2 separate regions of the Rattus norvegicus genome follow, and region 2 is linked to region 1. A link is a contact called in public Hi-C data. All regions are on one chromosome and are shown on one strand. Each heading gives the region's core, a stretch centred on a gene start, on an enhancer-like site or on the middle of the called end of the contact. The rest is flanking DNA. Distances are from core to core; before and after follow the strand shown. Region 1 holds the start of LOC134479882 (a long non-coding RNA gene). Region 2 overlaps Ppm1h (protein phosphatase, Mg2+/Mn2+ dependent, 1H).

Region 1 (5,683 bases), core at 2,332-4,831:
CTGGATGTAAACCATGTTTTTAATACAAAACCTCGAATAAGGAGCTCCTTCAAGGTTCAGTAAAAAGAGGCAACCGAGAGAACGGACTCTCTGCCATTCAACGCAGAGGTTTCTGAACTCAGCCCCCTCCTCCGCAGCCACACTTCACACACTCCCAGTGCTGGAGCAGCCCACAGACACTTCCTTACGCCAGGCACCGGGCTGAGGGCCTTGCACGTGCAATCTCAACATATCGTCTGGACCATCGTTACTGACACGTTGTTCAGACGCAGAGACGTGAGAATACCACCCATATTCACCTGGATGGATCAATCTATAGTTAACCAGTTGTCCTTCAAAGCCTGTATGACCTGACACACAATGAAACAGTCTCGAGGAAAATTAAAGGCAGACCAACACCCTCGCTGATAGACAACGTTAACACCATTCTGCGTCACTGAAAGAGCCAACAGTCTGTGTCTTTGGGAAAACAGCGGCTGAGTGGTGACTCCTATTCCCTACACTCCTATTCCCTATTCACCCACTGCTGAGGCAGAGTGAGAGAGAAGGTAGGTTGGGTAAAAACTGTGAGAGGGAGAAACGGTACCCGGGATGCCCAGACAGTGCTGAGGTCTTGGGTATTTTTGTGAGTCCTAAAGTCTCAGAATTGAAGTTAGCTGCTTCCTGTGGCCTCCTCAGGAAAAGGCGGAGGGGGAAGGGGGGAGGAGGGAGGGGGGAGGGGGAAGTGGGGGAGAACATCTAATCATCCAGCATTGGACCACAGCGGCTGTGTTCCAGGTGTTAGGAGTAGGGACAGAACAAGCAATAGCTTCCCAAGCTGAGGAGGGCACAGACTGGGGCAGCAACTGCTTAAAAGAACACGGAAAAAGATGGCTTCCGCTGCCTATGCCTGCAGCCCTTGCATGCAGGAGCGTGATACAGAAGGCTGACTAGGGCTATTACTAAGACCCTATATAAAAACGGTAAATAAAGAGGTGGTTTAAAAGGCCATACAGGAGGGAGAGACTAACGTCGAGGACCAGAGCCAGGTTGAGGAGCTGAGGAGCCATGGTAAGGTACGTATGGGGGCTGTGGTGTGTGTGAGGCTGTGGTATGTGTGGGGGTCTTGGGGTGTGTGAGGGCTGTGGGAGTTTAAGAAAACCAAGAAGCCTTTTCGGGAGAAGACAGCAACTTCAAGGGCTACAGAGGGGCCGAGCATGAGCGCTGTTCAGTGGGCTACACTGCCTTTTAGCATTTACTTCCTTAAATGCTCTATAAACTGTTTCCTTAAGGAGTGCTAGGAAGATTAAATTCGGGGTGGGGGTTGAGGTCAGGTCTCAGCCACAGTCACAGGATCCTTACCACAGCCTGGAAATGTCACCATTGAGAGCAGTGGCCATTCTTGTCCCCTTCAGACCCTTGGCCTCTGTATCAGGGCCAGTTAAACATCGCTTTAGTAGTGTCTATGAATGGACCTATAAAGGAATGGACTTAACAAAAAAAGTCTGGATTTCTAAACCAACATCTCACCCACCACCTTACCCATGAGAGGAGAAACAGAGGCTCCTTCTCACAAATACCACATTTACCAAGCAGATGCACATCGAGATACTAAGAACCCTGGCTGCAGCTGACTGCCAGTGCTCTAGAGAGAAGCCTATGACATCATGTGCCAAGGATGGTAGGAAACTCAAGGTGAAGGGTAGGAGGGGCGTGTGGCTCTGTGGGGAAGTCTCTCAAGGAAGAGAGAGGAAAACACCAAGAGATCTGGGTTTTTCTGTTCAGTGTCTAGAATATAAAGAATCCCTCTGTGGGAAGATTTGTTCATTTTTTTTACATCAAAAGTTAAAAAGTTTGATGTATATATATTTAAAATATAATAAATATATAAAGTAGTAAACCCAAGTCCAGATCCACCATCACTATTTTTCGTATATTAAAAGGCACAGTTCAAGCTATGGAAAATTTTCCTTCTTACTTGCAATCAATATCCGTTGACTATGTAAGTCTGAATGAAGGGCACTATTTATTAAAGATTCTTGAAGCATCCAAGTGTTTGCATGCTGCATATGGATTGGAATCTGGATGGCGTTTGACAGGCTTAAGTGAATTATTAGTGCAATCCGAAAGAGGAAAAAGAAAACCCTACACAAAGAGTCCACGTTAAAGGGCTGTTCGTGGTAAAGAATTCTCTAGGGATCGAAGCAAATAAGCTTATTCTGGGTCACAAGTGGGAACGCTATTTATCATGTAAGAATGATTTTAAAAATGACTTAATCCTTGGGAGGGATCAAGACAGTGTTCAACAATAAGATGTTCTGTTACAGCAGTGGAGTTCATATTTACTTTTAATGCTGGGGAACATTCTGGTTACTTTATTCAGCTTGTACCTTAAGATAAATTAACAGTATGGTTCTGCGTGTGTGTGTGTGTCTGTGTGTGTGTAGACAGACAGACAGACAGACACACTTTATTCAATTTGCTCCTGCCTTTCCTATATTTCAACTGTATATTATTTCTCTACCTCTCCCTGAATAAGCAATGTTACTTTCTTACGGAGAATGGATTCGAGACTAGCTACTTTTGAATCCAAGCAACCCTGCTTCCTCCCACATGCATGGTCTGACCAGCCCCTCCCCCACACCTGTGAGGGAGGCACACGTGCACACACAGTACTTAGAAGTGTGTTCTCTGCCAGCACTGTCGCTGGGATGTTTCTGCAGACTTCATCCCCTGAAGAATTCACTGACATTAACACACACTCTTCCATTTCTTCTAAAACTGTGTGCAACTAGAACAGATTCTAAAAATAATTGCTTCTCTCCCCTCCTCCCTGGAAGCCAAAATAGCACATTTTATTTTTTTTTCCTACCCACACCACCTACTCCTCTCTAGAAGATTCAGAAAATCTTTGTACTAAAAGGAACATTAAAGGACCATCTGGGTGGCTCTTTTACTATGAGATTAAACACGATAAATGCAGTCAATAAAGATATATTTACTGTGGAATGAACCACTTTTCCCTTTCCTCAGTCTTTCAAATCGGGCTAAGCTTTTTGCACTTTTACAAAAAATAAAAAAATAAAAAAAATCACACTGTCTATTTTTTAAGCCCTTGAGTTTTCAGTATCTTTTTCACAAGCTAACGTGATCAGGAGAAAAGCTGCCTACTGCTGTGTGCTGAACAGGAGCTCCAGGACTTCTCTCCATTTTAGTTGCCGGTGGATTCCAAGACATACAGCTAGAATGAGGAGCTAGCAAACATCTACCTACTAATTCCTTCCAAGTGTGGTCTACATGGGAAGGGACCAGAGAACTGAGTCTCTGACTGCTCAGTCCGGGGTCCCAATGCCCAGTGGAGGCAACGTGTTACTGAGAGGAGCTGAGTTATTCTGTTGCAACGGCTTAGACAATATGTTAGGGCGAGGCTCGTCTCTGAGTCAAAGAAAAGAGCCAATTCTTACGCTGCCTGCTTTTATTTGCTGTTTTTGTTGTTGTTGTTGTGGCAAGGGGTGGGGGCAGAGAGTGTGTGTAATGTGAGGCTCACTCAACAGGAAAGAGCTGCAAGAAAGAAAAAAAAAGCATATTTATCATCCGGAATGGCTGTAATTTGATTTGAAAGTCTCAGAGATGACGTGACTCCAGGCTCAGCCTTTGTTGCTCACCAGTTCCAGGTTGTGAAAAGAAAGCGCTGCGGGTCAGCAGAAGAAAGCCAGCGCCAGGCAGTTTTAATATACCTGGCAGCTCCCCCTGGCTGGGTTATAATATGGCTCTGAGCATGCTGCTAATAGTGTCAGTCACAAATAATAAGCTTCTGCATGGTTTCAGTATCCGGGTCTCATCCTGGCTTATTCTGAGAACAAGGCCATCTGCCAGCTAGGCAATGAGTTTCAAAGAGAAGAAGGAAAAACAGAAAAACGGGACTGTCCAATATCGCCACCTGCTGACTGCTGTGGAATTACAGGCCCATCCCTTCCTAGAAGAACTTCCAGCTGCAAACAAAGACTAAGCTTAAATAAAGAAGTTTAAACTTACCGTGAGTAGGCTGATTGAAATTCTAGACTTTATAAATTAGCAATTACCTTTGCATTCATTCTTATGATTGTATAATGTCGTTATATACTGCCCACACTTTCCAGTACTAGAAAATATGTAGTAGCCTTACAAGTTAAAACATTGTTACTTTGGGGGCTGACTAAACAACTCAGTAGTTAAGAGCACTGACTGCTCTTCCAGTGGGCCGGTGTTTGATTTCCTCAATCCACGTGGTGTTTTCCAACCATCTATAACTTGAGTTTCCAAGGGGGATCTGACACTTTTTTTTTTTTTTTTGGATATTGCACACATGTGGTACACAGACGTACATGTAGACAAAACACCCATATAGATAAAACAAAAATAAATCCCATGAAAGCTATTTTCTCCCTTATTAAAAAAATTACTAGGACATTCTCAGTTGCAAAGAACTTGCATGCATCATGTTACTGGGAAAACTGGGGTTCCCTTCGGGGTTCTCAATAGAAGAATTTTGAAATAGAGTCAGAAGAAGGAAGCCTCTGGACAATTTGTTTGTAGGCTCTGAGAGGAAAAACAGGAAGCCAGGCAAGCTGTAATCTTGGCAGTCGAGGAAGCAGGAGAGAGAAATCTGTGCCTTTTGAGGTAGGGTCCAAGAAGGCTGGCATGTTCAGCATCGGAGGCTGGCAGAAGAGGGAGGTCTTCAGAGAAAAGTGAGGAAGCTCAGAGTATCAGGGTTAGGCTTGAAAAATAGTTAGGCCTGAGGAAGAAGGAAATGGAAGGGTAGGAGCTCACAGGGTGGAAGCTCCACAAGGCCCTGCACTGAGGGAAGGGCTTCTGTTAAGTACAGTATTTTTTAAAGGCTTCCATAGCTTTAGCATGCCCTCAGGTGAACCATGTGTCCCGTGAGGCAGGTGTTTGGCACCACAAGCTAGGTTAATTCTTGGGGAAGGAGAAAATGGGTGCAGTGTTCTGAAGTTTGGGCAGATGGCCACTCAAGGCCAGAGGTGGATTCCATTCTTTGGGCTAAGAGGAAGTAGCTTAATGGTCTCAACAGAACACTGGCACTCCCATCTGATAAGTTCAAATACTACAGGGGCCAGTTTAGATTCCTCCCTCTCTAGGGCTACCAGGGAAATGACAGGTGAGGTCCAAAATCGGCCACAGGGAGGGGCCCATCCTCAATGGCTTCTAAGCTCAAGAAGATCTGCCTGGCTACCTACCTAACAATACTGAAAGGAAGTCAGTGAGCATTCGGAGAGTCTCTCAGCTTTCTCCTGAGCTTAAATCTTGTAGGTGGTAAGCTCAAAGGCTTGTCTGGCTTTGTTCCCAATCTTTGACAGCCACTCTAGTGATGGAATTAACTTCTTCTATGACTCTGAAGTGTTGTCTATTCAACCCAAACATTCTTTGTAGAGGGTTGTGCAGGGTGTGTGAGAGTAGGGATGGGGGTGGTTGGAACTAGGACTCAGAATGGTTATCTCATTCACACCTGTCACCCTGGGCCAGGAAACAATCAAGCTGCTGACCTAAGCACTGTTAGAAGGCGGACTTGAACCCACAAAATTGGAGATAAGGAAATTGGTTGCATTTAGCATTTCAAAAACAAACAAACAAACAAACAAACAAACAAAACAAAACAAGAAATTCCTCCAAGCTTTGCTTTGAGACAGAGAATCCCTAAATCATC
Region 2 (5,163 bases), core at 216-2,715, 73 kb before region 1:
AGGGTGCTTCTGTACAGATTGGGGAGGGTGGCATAGGGAGTAGTAGGGGGAGACTGGGAGGGTGCTTCTGCACAGAATGGGGGGAGGGAGGAAGCTATTTGGGTAGATGAGGTGGGCTTCCCTTCATGGTCAGCAGCATGTATTTTTTTTTCTTTCTGCCCAGCAAGGGGACAGCTGGAAATGAGGTAGATATTCCTAAATGCCATGACAGAAGTCCCTAGGCATTTGGAAGGTGGAGCAAAGCCCATGCCCCAGCTACCTCATTAAGGCCATGACTTCCCTTTGTTTTTCCCTACTAAATGTCTGTCTGTCCATCTGTCCGTCCATCTATCTAGCTATCTCTCATCTATAAGTCTAATCTAATATCTATTAATCTAATCCAATCTATTTAGAGATAGGATCTCATCTATCCCAGCCTGGCCTTAAGTCCACTATATGGCTGAGGAGGATCTTGAATTTCTAATCCTCCTGCATCCACCTGCTAAGTGCTGGGATTATGGACATGTGCCACCATGCCCCATTTTTATTGTGCCAGAGATGAAACCCAGGGTCTCATACACTGTAGGCAAGTCCTTAGCATCCCTAGCTCCCTGCTCACCCTTCGCTGTGGGATGCTCAGCTACAACTTCTGCCACAGCCTGACCAGACTCATGCTCGCCCATCATCCAGACCACAGTTCACCTGAAATGAATGCTCTAACTTGCACCATCTAATCCAGTAGCCACTAGCTGGGTGTGGCTACTGAGCAAGTGACATGTGGGCAGTGAGACTTGGTGAATTAATTTTTAATTTTATTTAATTTTTAACTAACTGAAATTTAAGTGGCCACATGTGGCTGCTGGATATTATGTTCGAGAGCATAGGAAAAAATGGAGAGGTTCCCTTCGCTTTTATTGAGGCAGGGAATGCTGAACCGAGAAAATGAAGGCTGATTTCATTGGCTTCCCGGTGGAAAAATCCCAATTTGCTCATAGCTTTAAGGAAACAGAGGAGGGGGAAATTACACTGACACATCATTAACTTAGAATCATTAGATGTTTAAGGACTGCAAGAGATGAAAATAAAAGGTCAAGATCTCTGGGTTCTGCTTCTCCCAGAAGCTCAAAAACCAGAACAATGCTTACCCAAGCCCCCTCTAGACACCGAGAGAAGCATTTTACAAATAAGGGACTTTGGCAGAGCAAAAAATATCAAAATGTCTATCACCCAAAGCAATAAACCATGTGATCCCATGTTGTCAGCACATCATCCACCCACTGCCCCCTCAACGGGGCCATCGTGAACATGACAGGTAGAGAGGCTTGGCTTGAACGAAGAAGTCTGGTGTGCACTGCTTATACCCACCACCATCTGGAAGAAACCTCACATTTGCATGATGGACTTTTCTTCATTGACCCTTGCCCTCTCTACAAATCCCATCAGCCCAGAGCAGCTGCTGGAGAATCTGGCTTGAAGCCAGGGGTGAAGTCACAGCCTCCTCCCACACCAATGCCATCTTGGGCTCAGCACCCCATGTGGCTGGATGAAGGGCAAGGAGAACACTGATCCCTACATGAGAAAAGTGAAGTCGCCAGCAGTCCCCGGAGCAGGGACCCGGTGCCACAAAGCCAGCTGTGAGAAACTGTTGTTTCAAGTCGGTAACAAAGATGCTTGCCAGCAAATTACAGTCTAAGACAGCTCAGAGTGCTGCGGGCTGGGCCACGGAGCTCTCGAGCTGACAGGATGCCAGCTACGCCAGCTACAGCGAGCATCCCGCAAGAGCAGCTCCACACAAAGGGCCAGGGAGGAGGGGCACCAGCCTGGGGATTCTGGCACCCAGACCAATGACACAAGGCACAGAAGGTGAGAGCTGAGTGGGTGATGGGGAGGGCGGGGAGCAAGGAAAGGCCACACCAGGGGCCAACTCAGAGCGCCCCTCCCCTCTTAGACAAAGGCTTTGTAAATAAATCAAGCCACTGAGCGAACCATCAGAGGAGATGGGGCAGTGGGGGGGGGGGGGAGTCAGGGAAGCAACCAATTTCATTAAGAAATTGGCCCTGGTGACAATAACCTTTTGTCCTCTAAACAATCTGGGCCTCCCCAGCTGCTCCACAGTCCCCGAGAAAGTATGAGGGTGGGAGAGAAAGGGTCCCTATCAGGAAGGAACAGTTTCATCTTTAATTATGAGACAAGGCTTCCCAGAGCTGACACCCTCTCCCACACTTCCTCCCTGCTGCACACACACCGCAGAATGCCAGCACGGTGCTCCCCTAATGAGAGGCGTCAATTTCCCTATGCACAGGTTCTTTGGAGATACTGCCGAACACACACACACACACACACACACACACACACACACACACACACACACACACACACACACACAGTTTCCTATGCACAGACTCTGGGTGAAAAGTCGGAGGCATCCAGTTTTAATTTGGCTAATGGTCCATGGGGTCCACATTAGGAGGGAAGAAAGTCACTGCCTTGCATTTTCTAAGATACAATGTTTCATCCTCAGGTCCATAAAGGACTGCTGAGGAGACACCCGTGTGAAGGGAGCTCCTCTGCTTACATTTCTAGCAGAGCTCAAAACTGAATGGAGATGCCTGTGGGTCATGAGACCCCTTTGGGCGGGTCCGACGACCCTTTCACAGGGGTCACAGATCAGATCTCTCCACTACAATTCATGAAAGTAGCAATTAAGGTTATGAAGTAGCAACGAAAATAATTTTATGGCCACGGCAGGAGGAACAGTATTAAAGGGTTCAGCCTTAAGAAGGTAGAGAGCCACTGCCCACTGCCTGCTGCCCTAGGGAAGAGCTGGCTGGCCTATGACATACAAGGAGTCCTGAAATAAGATGGAGATACTCGAGCTCCAGTCCACGTGCTCAACAGATGATGAAACAAGGGGGACTCAATACTCCGTCATCAGCAAGCAGTACAGAAGACAGTTGTGCACACTTAAAATGACACATCTCAGGGCTGGAGAGATGGCTCAGTGATTAGAGCACTGGCTGCTCTTGCAGAGGTCCTGAGTTCAATTCCCAGCAACCACATGGTGGCTCACAACCATCTGTAAATGAGATCAGTGCCCTCTTCTGGTGTGTCTGAAGACAGCTATAGTGTACTTATATATAATAAGTAAATAAATCTTTAAAAAAATAAAGTACGATGACACATCTCGGGCCACATCCCACCCTTTCCTCATACTAGTCTGGTAATGACGAACAAGTTAACCTTTCTGCCTCTGTCTCTTCGCCTGTAGGATGTACTGAGTATGTCGGCTACTTTAACAGCAAGCATCTGAGGAATTAGATAAAGCTCTCGTCACAGGGCTTGGTCCTTAGCTCTTCCAGTAACTCAGCCAGCTGTTACTCTCATGACTAATAGAGGAAGTGAAAACCCTCCACAACTAGGAATTTCCTGCAAGGATTGAACAGCGTAGGAGAGTGTGGGCCTTTTGTTAGCCATTTTAGAGGAAAAGAGTTCATGGCCCAAGTTACTCCCAAAGCCAAGAAACACAAGGCAAGGGGAGGTAAGGAACAATTTGCATCCTGGAGCAGGATACACTCCCATAGCTCGGCCTGTCCACTTGCAGCTAACACCACCCACCTAGTAGTCGTTTAAGGTTTTACCGGGAAAAGAAACAGGCTGCAAATCCTCTGACCCTTCTCGTGAATTAGTGCTGCAACCTTTCTCCTGTATAGGCAACTGGGAAAGGGAGCAGACACCATGCTTTGGAATGACTCCCTGGGGCCTGGGGACGTAGCTCAGTTGGTAGTGTGTTTATGTAGCATGCACAAAGCCCTAGCTTCGGGCCTGCAAAATCAGGTGTGATGGCGCACGCCTACAAACCCAGCACTTGGGAGGAATGGACGGGAAGGATCAGAAGTCTAGCCCTGGTGTAGGACTGTACTAAACTCCCCCTAAATCTGTGGCTCGTGAAGGAGCACTTCCTAAGGACTCACAAGGCCTCGGCTTCCATCTCTGGCTGTACACATAGCAAGCTCCAGGCTGGCTTAGGCTGTGAGAGACCCTTACGACATCCACCCCCTCACCCCCCACCCCCACCAAATAAACAATTAAACGTGCTACACAAAACAAAACCAAAACAACCATTAGAGCACTGAAAACACTTTGAAGTGCAGCTTGTTCTGGTTGGGTCAGAAATGGGATCTACACAGGCTGCATGTGTGCCGTGTAAACGGGTTTTTGAACTTCCCAAGTTCCTCTCACAAAGATTCAAATGGCTTTCCTCCTCCCGTTTTCAAGTGAAAAAAAGGAAGAACAGGTAGGAAACACACAACAGCCTACCTAAATCCTGATCACACCCTAGCCTGAAAGTCAACAGCCACACGGGGAATTACCCTGGAGACAAAGCAAATCCTGCCTGCCCGAAGCCATTCTCAGTCACGGCTGCTCAATTATTTAGTGTCTTCGGTGACCTCCCACGCAATTAAAAGCAGCTCCTTGGCTCTGTGTATAGCGGCCAGGCTCACACATACAGGGGATGGGGATGGAAGAGAAGGCGGTTCTCTGAAACCTGTCTAACAAGAGGGCCCACCCACCCACTGCTATGTGAAGTGCATATGAAGACGGATATAATCCACTTCCTGAACTTACTTTTAAAAAATTACAAAATGAGGGCACTTTAGCCTTGTTAAAGGGAAAGATATAGGAGCCATGCAAAAGGAAAAAGTTTCGAGAGACTGAAAAGGGAACATAAAACCCCCTAACCTCATCACACAGTTTAAGTGAACAATTACAGCCTTTGAAGGCATCTTGTCTATTAAGTCGATGATTCCTGTCCCCCAAAGTCCTTTCCAAAGCCAGTGAGAAACGGCCATGCCGCCTCTCCACCCCGAGTGAAGGGAATACACCAGGTATCTGCCACAAAGACATCCTCCTTAGGGCAACGTGGTATTGATTCCTGGGCTTCCGCCCTACTCTCACCCTAGATTAGAGGATAAGCAGACAGCCTCATCTCAATCTCAAAGATGATCTCCGTCCCATCCTTCTCATTGACCATTGGCCCACTGACCTGCCCCTCATCCTCCTTCACCCTGGGATACCTGCTGCCCTGTGACAAGCACTGGTCTGGGTGCTGGGTACCCACTGCCTGAGCAGACATTTAAAGAGGCCATTGACTGCTCTGACTCAACGCCTTGCATGCAAACCTGA

The links. Hi-C and Micro-C count contacts between places; a contact is called where the count stands out from the background.
Region 2: a Hi-C map of Schwann cells shows a contact between it and region 1, with 6 times the contacts expected there. The contact joins two enhancer-like sites. A contact is called at or near these places in 9 of 12 Hi-C or Micro-C datasets (the Rat2 cell line, Schwann cells, frontal cortex and 4 more) and 1 of 1 datasets of contacts at active chromatin or transcription factors (oligodendrocytes).

Annotation. Positions count from the first base shown.
Region 1 is chr7:60,350,344-60,356,026 of GRCr8, reverse strand. The region is part of intron 3 of Ppm1h (protein phosphatase, Mg2+/Mn2+ dependent, 1H); the gene reads right to left. LOC134479882 (a long non-coding RNA gene) reads left to right here and starts at 289. Exons shown (of 2, transcript XR_010053726.1): 1 at 289-1,055; 2 at 3,534-5,683. Within about 2 kb of position 3,581, at least 55 of the 93 cell types and tissues checked have an H3K27ac peak or open chromatin away from gene starts, as enhancers often do. A contact at or near this core is called in Schwann cells, where this site is marked.
Region 2 is chr7:60,421,978-60,427,140 of GRCr8, reverse strand. All of the region lies in intron 6 of Ppm1h (protein phosphatase, Mg2+/Mn2+ dependent, 1H), which reads right to left. LOC134479883 (a long non-coding RNA gene) reads left to right here. Exons shown (of 2, transcript XR_010053727.1): 1 at 1-1,842; 2 at 2,501-3,161. Among named protein-coding and RNA genes, the nearest start is that of Mirlet7i, 100 kb to the left of the region's middle. Within about 2 kb of position 1,465, at least 61 of the 93 cell types and tissues checked have an H3K27ac peak or open chromatin away from gene starts, as enhancers often do. A contact at or near this core is called in Schwann cells, where this site is marked.